Regions from separate parts of the Mus musculus genome. Here all the other regions are linked to region 3. Evidence: chromatin contacts called from public promoter capture Hi-C data. All regions are on one chromosome and are shown on one strand. The core of a region is the stretch at or near the end of the contact, and the rest is flanking DNA. Distances in the headings are between cores, read along the strand shown.

What was found. Promoter capture Hi-C pulls out the DNA fragments that hold promoters and counts their contacts.
Region 1: a contact with region 3 is called in a promoter capture Hi-C map of hippocampal neurons, with 5 times the contacts expected there. The contact joins the enhancer-like site here to the promoter of Zbed3 in region 3. A contact is called at or near these places in 7 of 39 promoter capture datasets (the 3T3-L1 cell line, the C10 cell line, HPC-7-derived erythroid cells and 4 more), 2 of 484 Hi-C or Micro-C datasets (adipose-derived mesenchymal stem cells and cortical neurons), 2 of 115 datasets of contacts at active chromatin or transcription factors (embryonic stem cells and stem cell-derived neural progenitor cells) and 1 of 9 other capture datasets (embryonic stem cells).
Region 2: a promoter capture Hi-C map of trophoblast stem cells shows a contact between it and region 3, with 4 times the contacts expected there. The contact joins the enhancer-like site here to the promoter of Zbed3 in region 3. A contact is called at or near these places in 9 of 39 promoter capture datasets (the 3T3-L1 cell line, 3T3-L1-derived adipocytes, hippocampal neurons and 4 more), 4 of 115 datasets of contacts at active chromatin or transcription factors (the NIH/3T3 cell line, embryonic forebrain, embryonic stem cells and 1 more) and 1 of 9 other capture datasets (embryonic stem cells).

The regions. Positions count from the first base shown.
Region 1 is chr13:94,396,971-94,401,132 of GRCm38.p6, forward strand. All of the region lies in intron 3 of Ap3b1 (adaptor-related protein complex 3, beta 1 subunit), which reads left to right. Among named protein-coding and RNA genes, the nearest start is that of Ap3b1, 40 kb to the left of the region's middle. Within about 2 kb of position 2,346, at least 65 of the 459 cell types and tissues checked have an H3K27ac peak or open chromatin away from gene starts, as enhancers often do. A contact at or near this core is called in hippocampal neurons, where this site is marked.
Region 2 is chr13:94,541,696-94,545,579 of GRCm38.p6, forward strand. It overlaps Ap3b1 (adaptor-related protein complex 3, beta 1 subunit), which reads left to right. Exons shown (of 27, transcript NM_009680.3): 25 at 1,084-1,181. Among named protein-coding and RNA genes, the nearest start is that of Gm32305, 150 kb to the right of the region's middle. Within about 2 kb of position 1,271, at least 6 of the 459 cell types and tissues checked have an H3K27ac peak or open chromatin away from gene starts, as enhancers often do. A contact at or near this core is called in trophoblast stem cells, where this site is marked.
Region 3 is chr13:95,323,394-95,327,512 of GRCm38.p6, forward strand. It overlaps Zbed3 (zinc finger, BED type containing 3), which reads left to right and starts at 1,432. Exons shown (of 2, transcript NM_028106.3): 1 at 1,432-1,951.

The DNA.
Region 1 (4,162 bases), core at 1,096-3,595, 930 kb before region 3:
AGGTATGACAACTCTGTGGGAATATTACCTGCCAACCATTTCTTTCCTACAGCATCATTTTAAGTTCAAATCAGTGATGCTTGTGAGTTGCAGTTTTTCCTGTCGTTGGTTATACCTGCCTTTCTTCCTCCTGTCCTCTCTCTGTCCCTCCCTTGGCTTTCCCCCACCCCAGTTTTCTTCCTTTTATCCTTTTTGATGCTGGGGGTAGAACTGAGGGCTTCGTGCATCATTCAGGAGTGTGCTACCACTGAGCACATCTTTCTGTTTAACTTTTAAAAAGTCTATATTTTAGATTATGGCTCTTTTAGAGAGTATGGACTAATATCTCATGGGCAGTTTTATCTTTATTTAATTTCATTTCTCTGGTCAGAAGGCATTTGGTACCCAGTGTGGTATAGTAGTGTTTCCTGTGCCATCTTGGATTTGTCCCGCCTACTGCACTCCCAGGTTTCTTCTGGCCTCGGGTACTTTCATGTCAGGTACTTGCATGTCGCTTATGTACAAGCCTAAGACTCTGGTACTTTTGTGCAGAGCGGATTTGACGTTTATACAATTGCAAAGCATGGTTAAAGCTGGCCTTAGTGTTACCAGGAATGGAGTCTCAGCAGTAATGATTGCTAACATGTAAGAATGCTCTCTGTGCTGAGATTGTTAGTGTTTCACACAAATGAACAACACCGTGAAACTAGATCTGTTTCCCTGTGTGTATTTTCCAATGAAGACATGATGGAGGATACACTGAAGTCACAGCAGATGTTTGCGGTCACCATCCAAAGCCAGGGAGTGTCCCAGCCATTGCTCTCTCAGTGCCATTCTCTGTGCTTGAAGCTTTTCTCCTGTTCTACCTTGGCCTCTGACCCCTCCCTCATCAGCACTAGGTATGAGCCACGCTGTGGGAGGCGTCTGGTGTGCGGATGATCTTTTTGTTGTGGTAGATATGGAGAGGAACGATGGAGTCCATGAAGCTGGTAGTAAATTCACTTGCTCTTCCTGGACCTTTCGTCGTGGAAACAGAACACTTTTCGTTAATTTTGCTCACTGAGAGCTGCTTGTCTGGCAGGTGGTTATGCAGGAGACCTTGCTGTCTCCTCCTTTTCCTCTTCTGCCCCCCAGTTCTGCTGTGTTGCCCAGGACTCTGTAAGAGAAGTTTTAGTAGAGTCATTATTGCTGGTCTCTTTCTTTTAAATATGCTTTTAGTTTTATTTGATGTGTATGGTGTCTGCCTGCGTGTGTGGCTTTGTACCGTTTGTGTACAGTGCTCATGAGAGCAGAAGAAGGTGTTGGATCCTCTGGAACTGGAATTACAGATGGTTGTGAGCCACCACGTGGGTGCTTGACACGACGTCCTCTGTGTCCCCTGTAAGAGCACCAAGTGCTCTCAGCCACTGGTCTCCCCATTTGCCTCTGGGCTGTTTGCTTTTGATGTCTTTGTTCTTTAAAACTTTGTGATTTTTTTGGTGGGGGGAATATACTTAATCTAATATTATGGAAAACCTGAAATGAGCTTCTTAGAAACCTGTGCTCAGAGAATTGATTGATGTTTTCTTGCTGCCAAGTGAGAAATTTCATTTTTGTAAGTGTATGCTGCCTTAGATACACAGGGGAGCCATCTGGTACGTCATCTGACATGAGATGTCAGATGATACAAAAAGTGACCTAGAAAGCAGTCGGCTAGCGTACAAAAATAATCAAAGCGTTAGTCAATAACTCATGAAGTTTGATGCAGTGGTATCGATAAGCTAATTAAACAGATCTGCCTGTGTTCTTGCAGACTGCCGGGGCCCTGCTATGATTAGCTTTACAGCAAGGAGTGTTGTAACATTGAATGAAAGTAACTGATCAGAGAGTGGCGTAGTCACGGACCTTCAACTACTCCCATTTCTGCTCACAGAATGGTCTCAGGGAAAGTAGGCTTTCTGTGCACACCTGCAGCCTGGCAGTGCATAGGCCTCTTGTGGTCAATATTGATTGATTCTTATAACAGAACTGGAACAAATTTAGTGTTTTGCAACCTTCTGTGATTTAATATTGTTATGCTTTTTGCCATAACAGTCACAGAAATCCTCCTCCAATTGTGAGTAATTACAGCGAAGCCTGCTAGCTCAGCTGTGGTTCTGAGTCATTATCAACCCTAGCTCCATCCTGGAGTTCATAATACAGTTTTAAAGCTCGCTGGCTGTCCTGAGAAACAAAAGTGTTGTTGAGAAATAAATCCCAAGGAAATCAGGGCAGCGTGGACTCTTAGTGTTTTTTTTCTCTAAAACTTGGCTGTGCAGAGTTGGCTCTGAGCATGATTGGGAAGGACAAAGAGCACTTGGAGTGGTTGTTCCAAGCAGACAGAACAAGTTCCACAATCATCATCATGCTCCTCGGGTGCACTGTGGCTTTTAGACATTGCTAGTCAGTGGCTTACAACTGCTGGGGACATTAGATCCCATGGGTAGTTACAGAGCTTTGATCAGCAGTCCAGTCTGGCTGGCAGGATACAGTTTAACTCAAGCACCTTCAGTCCTAGGTGATTCGAGAACTTTCTGATTGACATGTGCTCTAGCTGATAACCTGTCAGCCAGCAGGTCTTGGCTACTTTCTAGCAGAGCTGCATTCAGGAACTTAAAACTCGAGCTGGGAAGTTGTGGCCATCTGTTTTCAAAGAACCATCTATCACAGGATCGGCATTATGGCACCGACACGTTAAGACGTTGCTTTGAATCAGAAATGTTAGTTGTGGTTTGGATCTTTTAGCTTCTTCCACTTTTAAACTAGCATCCCTTACCTGGTTTGGTTTCTGTCTAAACTGGTCTTGCCTGGTCTTGGAACCTATGGTTTGTCCCTTATGTGAAAACTCACTTGAGATGATTAAATGGGACAGCATTACGTATTCATCTTTGGACTTTGCAGACTCCGAAGTGTGAGAAGCACCTATTGAACAAAAGAAGTCACATGGAGTATGATTGGGAATTTAGGCAAAAAGTTCGCTGATTAAAGAGATGGGGATCCTGGAGTAAGGCACCCTGACCTCACAGAGTAACAACAGTTCCTATTGGCTTGTTAACATGAACTTCCAGGGCTAGGGTCATCACGGTACAGATCTGCACATGTGTCAGGAGACCGGTTCTTTTTTTTTGTTGTTTTTTTCCAAGACAGGGTTTCTCTGTGTAGCCCTGGCTGTCCTGGAACTCACTCTGTAGACCAGGCTGGCCTCGAACTCAGAAATCTGCCTGCCTCTGCCTCCCAAGTGCTGGGATTAAAGGTGTGCGCCACCACGCCCGGCTAGGAGACCGGTTCTTACATAGCAAAGCTGAATGCTAGACATTATGTATGATTTATTAAAGGTTAGATGATGTAAAGCCTTTGTCTATAAATACAAAGTTTTTTCCTGCCTTAAAGAACAAGAGATGTGAGTGTAGTCCTTTAGTTCCAGGACTGAGGAGGTCAAGGCAGGGCTCCTGAGGTCCTGACCAAGTTAGGCTATAAGGAGGCTCAGTCTCAACAGATATTTTATGAAAAAATTATTTTGGGGATTGCGTAATTTTACTGGGTTTTCAGGTATCCCTCGGGGAGGGTACTAACTCCTTTTCTTAGGTAATAAGTCAATAGGAAACTGGAGGACAGATCTCATTGGCCAGAACACGGAGGCCTCCGGAAAGCGCCCCTGCATCCCCACAGACACATCCTGTTTGTGTGTTTCTGCCTCTGTGACCATCAGCAAACCTGCCTCCCCTTTGACTTGCGGTAGTGACTGTGCTTAGTGGAAGTGAGCATTGAGAGCAGAGGCAGTGTAGGCCGTGGGAAGTCAGAGCGTGAGGTGAAGAATAAGGGAAAATAAAAAATAAAAGTGAGCCAGAGAGTGCTTTCCTCTTATAACCAGAAAGAAACACTGAAGAGCTTCCTCAGGTGAAAGGCACCCAACAAGACGAGGTGCTTCTGTACAGCCAGGACCCCGAGTCAGAGAAAACATGCTTTATAAGATATTGGAAGCTTAAAATATGGATTAGGTATAGGGTACTAGGCTTGGACTGATGTGACATTTCTTGATTTTGGTAAGTAAACTATTTGAAAAGCGCATGTGGTGGTTTTATTTAGGCCATCACCCAGCTAGAAGTTCAGGGAACTTTATGTGAAGGGCGATGAAACACACTGTAGCTGTGGTAACTGGGCAGTG
Region 2 (3,884 bases), core at 21-2,520, 780 kb before region 3:
GTGAGGCCTGAAAGGAACAGTGCCTGTGGGGACAGCTCAGGGAAGCTTTGCTTCATACCTCAGGCACAGGTTTGGTTGGGAACAGATTTGATTGGCTCATTTATTCACCGCTGCATCATCACGTTCCTCCTTTGACTGGAATGCAAAAGTGGTACCTGGAGATTCGGCAGCCATCTGGCAGCCATGAGGAAAGCCAACATCCTGTGGATGGTGGAGTGGAAAGCTAGAGAAAGCCGGGTCCTTGAGGGTTACTTTGGCCACCTAATGAGCCTGTGACTCTAAGACAATAAACACCTGCTTCTCCAGGAACTCTTAGTGGAGTTCCCGGTTATCTGTATCGAAGAACACTCCTAATCGGTGGTCCTCATCAGCCAACCTCAGCTGTCTAACTTCTACATTCCTTAGCACAATTCTGGGAGGCTTTATTGACAGTAGTAGAAGATTTAAGGATGAAATTGCACCTTGTTTGTTCTCCACTCAACACAGAAGCAGGGACGTCCTTAAACATATCGCGTCTTGTCAGTTGTAACAACTGTCAGGGAGTGGCAGGCACAGTTAGAAGATAGCGTGTTCACTTGAAAAGGGAGCTTTGGAGTTGGATCCCCACAAGACACATAAAGGTAGAAGGGGAATCTGCTCCGCACGGCTATCCTGGGACCTCCACACTTCTGCATGCATGTGCACAAGCGCAATCTCACACATGGCTTAAACATACTAGATTGAAGAAGCAGATGAATAAATGACAAAAGCCAGGTATGGTGGCACATACCCATAATTCCTGTGCATGAGTCGTATAGGTAGAAGCCTCAGGAATTGAAGGCCAGTCTGGATTACAAAAGACCTGTCTTTAAAAAAAAAGAAAACAGAATGAAGAATAAAACCCTGCGGGGCTCATCTAGTAGTGTTTGCCTCACAGACGGAAACCCTCGGGCTCTTACAGCAGTGCAAGCTGTAGCCGCAGCATCCTGGGGTGAAAGCAGAAACTCAGAAGGTCAAGTTGAACTGTCCCTGTTAAACTGCAGTGTGTCAGAGAATGATTTGTTTTTTAAGCATTTGGTTATCTTTGGATCTTTCTTTCCTTAGCACCAAGGATGACTGCTTCAACGTCACCCTCCAGCCACCTGTTGGGGAGCTGCTTTCACCTGTGGCCATGTCAGAGAAGGACTTTAAGAAGGAGCAAGGTGAGAGGTGACTACAGTTTGCTACAAGTTCTGTACTGTACAGTGTACACCTGTGCTTCCAACCAGGCCCCAGGGTTTCCAGACATCCCCAGCTGTCCACAGGCAAGCATGCTCTCTGCCCGCCCATTTTCTCTAGTGCGTGCCCTCATACACGTCCATGTATATCGCTGGCAGCTTTAGAAATTAGTTAATGTGTCTTTAAAATAATAGACTGCTCCTGACCTGTTCGGTTCTGAAAGTTGTTTTTTAGCCCTGCACTGTGTCTGCATTTTAAATTCCAGGAACCGGAGACTCACTTATGTTCCACCGCTGTGAGCCTTAGGTCTACATTTGTCGGTGCACTGTTACAAAGCGCTTTTCTGTCTCCTCCTAATGTGTTTTTTGTATACACAGTAACACACTTTACCTTCGGAATAAAGCCTAATTAAACTATTGAAATACCTCTATTCTCTCTTGACTGTCTTAAAGAAATACTTTGACAAAATCAGATCAGAAAAAAATTTAAATATACACTAAAGAAAATATTTGCAACAGAGTGCAGTTATTAATATTTTACTTGCCCAAAGTCAAGCTTGCTTTCTAATAACTGAGGGGTCTTTTTATGTATGGTTATGGGGGAGATACTGATTTTATATGTTTAAGGGCAGCTCATAATGGTAGGGTCTGTTTAAATGCTGCCATCGCAATGTGTAAAAGTTTATGTGAGCCTCAGCTATTTTCCCTCTGGAGGCTGAAACCAAAGATCCTTTATCTGGAGGTCATTGAGTCATTTCTGTCACTCGTCCCTGGCTGAGGGGAGACCTTGCTTCCTGGCACTAGGTGATTGTAGTGTCGAGTGTTTATTTCATGCAGCCCTGACTGTCTGTGGGATCCGAGAGACCTGTTAGAAGCCTCCCCCCACGGGAACCTCGAACAACACTGCCAGTGTGGAGTGTCCACCTCTCATACCTCACTAAGTGGTTGTTAAAAAGGCATAGCTAAATTCAACTTATATGTCTTCTGAAAAGTTGTGTACTGCTGTAGCAGGAATGCTCTCTGTGGCTTTCTTTTCCTAATGACAAATGAATTGATTCTCATGTTTACTGTTCTGCCCTTTGCTGGCTAAAGCCTGCCTCTGCTTTACATCTGTCTGCTCAGCCAATCAAGGTGAGTGGCTCGCCAGGGAGGACGGTGCCCATGTAGGGGATAGCCTGCTTTCGGGGTGCAGCTCGTCGGTCCCACAGATCCCTGCATGCCCTTGTTCGCCCTCGGCTCTCTTTTAGAATATGTGTGATTTTCATCAAATGTTTTGTTCTCTGCTGTGACTGAGGGATTTTTCGCTGACTAGCCATACAGAACCGCACGTGCACCGGAGAGGTGCACACGGAGAATAGCCGCCGTCCTCTGCGGGCTTGTTGCCAAAATTCCTTTTTCTTCTGCCATTTTACTCTATGGTTGTTGATTATTTGTCTGAATAAATCTGGCAGCTGTTTGCTATGTTTAATAGAGCAGAAAGGCTACTCTGAATAAAGCTATTTGAAAATGTGTTTATATGAAGTATTTGTAAATCCTCGCAGGTCTCTTGGCGTTTCTGTATCATTCTCTCTGTCTTCCTGAATTCATCCTTTGATGTGGGACTTGACGCTGGCAGATTTTCCACAAGCTTTTTCAGTAGCATCCTTTTTAGTTGCAGGTTTCAGCGGGTTTGGTAATAGAGGTCTCAATCCGTAACTTTACATGAGGATTTGTGAAACCGATCCAGGAACGGGTCTGAGCTTCACAGAAGACTTCTTAAAATGACTCGGGAGTGGGCAGGCAAACCAAAATCAAAACCGTTTGTTTACATTTGTCAGTGTAAAGTTCTAGAAGGTAAAATTGAAGTAAATTGGGGAAGTGTGTGTATGCTTTGTTACACACTAGCTTTAAATCCTGTTTCTACTTGAATAAATACCCTTAACATACACAATTATTTCATTTCACAGGACAGAGATTTATAACTCAAAAAGTGCATTACGTGTATTTATTAGGATTGAAAAATTATAAAGAAACAGGAGGAATTGGGTTCCATTTTATTGCAAAGATGAACAAAACTGAAAATATGTAAACTATTAGAAGTGGTCTTAGCAGACATGCTACACATCCCTGTTGCTTAAAACTACAGCTTTATTTCAAGCATGCTACCTGATCCGTCAGTCTTCCTCGGCTGCTGGACTTACTTGGTCAGAGCAGCAGGACTGCAGGCCAAGTGCTCAGTCAGCCTGGACCGTCCTGTATATTGAAAGTGTTACAGTATTCATATTATTGAGCCTTCGACTGAAGTGTGATTTATTTGTTTCGAGTTCGAGTATTACAGTTAGTTAATGAGCTATGTGTGAGAGCCTTTCAATACTGTGATGTGTACTGAAAAAATGAATCTAGTTTCTTCAGACAGTTTCACTTCAAAAGTCTTAGCCTGTGGTTTATTCCGGCCTGCCTTCTTCCCATCATTCTACTCCCGCCATCTAAATTGCAAATCTAAAATTTAGAAAAATCTTTTAAAATAAGATTTTATTGTATTCCCTGGTTTTCATTTTAGCTATTAATTACATCTGATGAGCCTAAATTAAATCTTGTCTGATATCTTGAAGAAAATGTTAAGTTTCAGTGAGACCAAAGCAACTTCAACGTACGTCCCTGAACCTTGACTTTTATTCATATATAGGCAAACATTCATGATCACCATGG
Region 3 (4,119 bases), core at 182-2,681:
TGCATCTGAAACTAGCTAAAACCCCAAAATGAAAGGCACACCTGTGAGGGATTTTTACCTAATTTGAAGTGGGGAGATCCACTTCTAATCAGGAATCTTTGAGGTAAAAAGACACACCTTTAATCTTTTGAGCCAGAAAAACCCCACCCCTAATCTGGGCCACGCCTTCTGCTGGAAGCCTATATAAGGACACGGGAGAAGACAGCTTTTTGCTTTTTGCCACTGTACTCTGGCCTAACTGGCAAGTCCATCGCCAGCGGCGGCGGTTACTCCTGCAGGATTCCAGCTTCTATTGAAGACCAGCTGAGACACAACTACTAGATTCTTGGATTTTCCATTCATAGACAGCTACTGTTGGGTTAGCTGGACCACAGCCTGTAAGTCATTCTAAAACTTCCCCCTTTCTCTATATAAAGAGAGGAATTCGGTTTGTAAGTTCTGTTACTCTAGAGAATCCTTACACACTTTTTAAAATGTGTTTTCGTTCATTTGTTTGTTTGTTTTACTGGTTTGCTGGGTTACAAAAGAATATGATCAAAATATATTGTATGAAAACATTTAGGTCAATCTTGAAAGAGGGGAATCTAATAATCTCGCCATTGCAAAAGTATTCCTTTCGTGATACCCAACAAGATTTTTCTTTTCTCTGAAATTCTTGGCATAGAAGAAAGTCAACAAATAGGTCTATCAGGTGTGTGTGTGTTTAAGTGAGGAGGGTTATAATATTTCCACTGCAAAACACGTGCTCTGCATGAGCAAGGTGCTCCTCCCCAGCGCCACTTGAACCAAAGCAGTTAACATGGATTGTATTACCTACAAAAGAATTTCTTGGTTTTTTGGTTTTTTGTTTTTTTTTGTTTTTTTTACATTTATATCTTTTTGCTTATTGTCTTCTAGCAAGGCTTCGTGCCCATTGTTCATGTGACTTACTTTGACTAATAGAATGTGAGCAGAGCAGTATGTGGGCTGAAGAGATGATTGGGGTGGGGGGGCGGGGAGTCGGTTACCGCCGATCCATCGCCCTCTTCTGGATTCCACTGACACTGCACCCATGCATGCACAGACACCCACCACCACCACCACCACGCAAAAACACTAAATTAAAAAGCAACAAATTAGTGACTTTTGTTTTGTTTTTATGAATGAAGGGCAGAACGTGCCAGCTGTGCGTTAAGAGCTAACTGGTGCGTTCTTGAATTTGGCAAGTCACTTCCTTGCGACTATTTATAGATTAAAAATCTGTATGGTGGGAATATTTGAACGGCTGGAACAGCAAAACGCTACACAACAGGATTGCCCGTCAGCCTGCAAAGCCCCAAGGCTCTCGCCCGCACCTCAGCGGGCTGGTCTTGAAAAAGGTTTCTCTTTCCACCTGGAGCGTGGAATGCAGAAACCCGCCTTAGAACGCAGCCGCTAGCGGCTGATGTAACTGTAAATCACGCAGACGCTGTTAACTGAATATAATGAAGACAAAGGTAGTTCCCTGTGCTGGTGGTTTGGGTGGACACCTTTTCCTCCTAAGACCTTGATTGCAAGGACTTCTGACTAGTGCCATATCAGAGGCCTTAATCTGTAAGAATGCGAGCGAGCAGTGCGCCCAGCTGAGGATCTGGACCCGCTGAATCCAAGGGCTTGGAAGGTTAACGCGCAAACGTGCAGAGCCACGGTTAAAACGCTTTCAGCATCCCTGCGCTATTATTGCACCGTTTAAAAACCTCCGACAGATTTCAATTCGTTAAACTAGTTCTCCATCCGTTACTCTAAACTCCTCCCGGACCGGATGGTTTAGCAGCGGCGCCCCGGCGTCCAGACCACGCGTCACCGCCCCCCATGGACGCCCCGAGACGCGCAAATTGAGCGCTGTGTCTTTAAGGGGGAATCGGCCTTTTCCGTCCAGGACAAAATGTCTGCGAGGAGCCCGGAGGCGAGGGGCGACCATCGCGGCGTCCGGGTGAGCGTGGCTGGCTGGGGCTCGGTGGCGTGGCTTGGCTTGGCGGGAGCGACCGCAGGGACACCAGGGGCTGCAGTGATCTCAGGGGCCCGCGGGGACGTCCGGGATCGGAGAAACCGCGGGGTGGAGGGGTGCGGGGGACGCCACGCAGGACCTCGGGGACTTCGGGAGCCCCTAGGCCGTGGGATCCAGGGTCGCAGCCGCGGGGTCTGCAGGGGATGCCTACCACCCCAGGCTTGGCGGAGGGGCCCAGCCTGCGGGCTTCCGGAACCTTCTGGAGCGTCTCCGCTCTCTTTGGTTAACCAGCTCCGGGGGGTGGGGGGTGGGGAAGAGGGGGAACTGTCCCCGTAAAGTTGCCTCGGTGGAGAGTGACTTTGAGCCTCATGCGCTAATTGCGACTTGGTTAATGTTTCCCACCTGTGTGTGTGTGTGGAGGGGGGGGGGGGGGCTGTAAGAAAACCGGTGTAAACCAGAGTAAACCAGAATCTCCTCCTCCACTGGACACAAAAGAGTTTCCTGATCCGGGCCTGGCTCACTGGAGCCTTTGGTTGTGCAAGCCTTCTGTGGCCGGCTTAAAGCTTTACTAAAAAGAATAGGATTTTCCTTCATTGGAAAAAAAGTACCTGCCATTGCTGAGCTCCAAAGGTGTTTAGAACAGCTGTTGAATAGTTTCGTGAGTTGAGATAATTAGTGGTGTTCTGAATTTTTTATTTTATTTTTTTTTTTAAGACGGGGTCTGTTTCCTTGGGTGACCTGAAACTTGCCTGTGTAGACCAGGCTGACCTGGATCTTACAGAGACTACCTGCCTCTGCCTCCCAAGGGCTTGGATTAAATTCATGGGATTAAATTCCTGGTGATTCCAGTACTGTTTATTAGTGCACACTTTGGCCTCAAATAGTTCAAGGCAAGTGACAATAAGAAGCATAGGAAATGTTGTTTTTTAAAGTGCTAATCCATACCACATAATTCAAAAGCCACATGTGTGTGTATATGTATGTGTACATATACATATATATTAATGCAGAGCTGAAAGAAAGGTGCACTTTCGGGCATAGTGCATTATTTTACAAGGCTTTAATAGTGCTTTGGTGGCTTTTAGCTAATGGTAGAAATAGCTGAGAGTTCAGCTTACAGCATTCACGTGGCTTTTTTTGCTTCACTAAATAGCTATGAATCCAGTACTTTATTTTTTTTTAACAGCCCATGTAAAATCTTTTTCTGAATATTTTCCCACTTAGCTCTTTGCTTCACAATACGTTGCAATCATTTTCACTGACTTAAAAGTTTGTTATGGGAATGCTCCCACCACCGTGTGCTCATGACCATGAGGATGCCTGAGGGTCCGATTCCACAGAGCCTGGCTTACAGGCAGTTATTGGAGCAGCTGGACTGGGAGGCTCGGGGTGGAGCTCTGCCCTCCGGAAGAGCGGTCAGCGCTCAGAACCACGGTCATCTCTCAGGCCCCTTCCCCAGCTTTTAATTTCATGTTATGCCTTCAGGCTAATAATTACAGACGAATAGTCCTGGTTGTCTGGGTCTGTTTATGAATGAGCCCAATGGCAGGAAACTGATAGGTGAGCAGAGCTGGGCAGATCACAGGTGAGTGGATTACAGCTCCTTGGCACTGCGGCTGTGGAGGGTAATTAATTACTCAATTATGTGTGCTTTGATTTAACCTCTGTTGGATGAAGTAATCGCAGGCCGTTAGTGTTTCACATAATCTGTGAATTTCAGTTTTTCCCGTTAGATCCAGGCTCAATCAACACACCCCTGTTTATTGCTCTGCCTGGCAAATCCGGCTGAAGCGATCGGATCGGTCAAACGGGACTGCACCTCAGTTGTTTCCTTTTGAAAACATTTCCTGGTTCTTTGGCCTCTGGCCTACCCAGTTCTTATGGGTGCAAGCATAAGCTTATGGGTGGTTTGTAAGTGACCTGTATGCGTGAAACGAAGCAAGGGAGGTCTCAAAGGTGCGTGTCAAAGCACGGGGCTTTAGAGCTAATGGAAAATGGAGCCGTGGTGCCCTTAGGGATGGTTGAGACGGCTTATGGTGGCTCTGAGGGAGAGCACAACCAGAAGGCCCAAACTGAGGGGAGCCCTGAGAGGGGAAGAGAGAAGCAAGAGGAGCAAAGAGCCAGGAGGGCCAGAGACTGAGTTCTAGAGATCA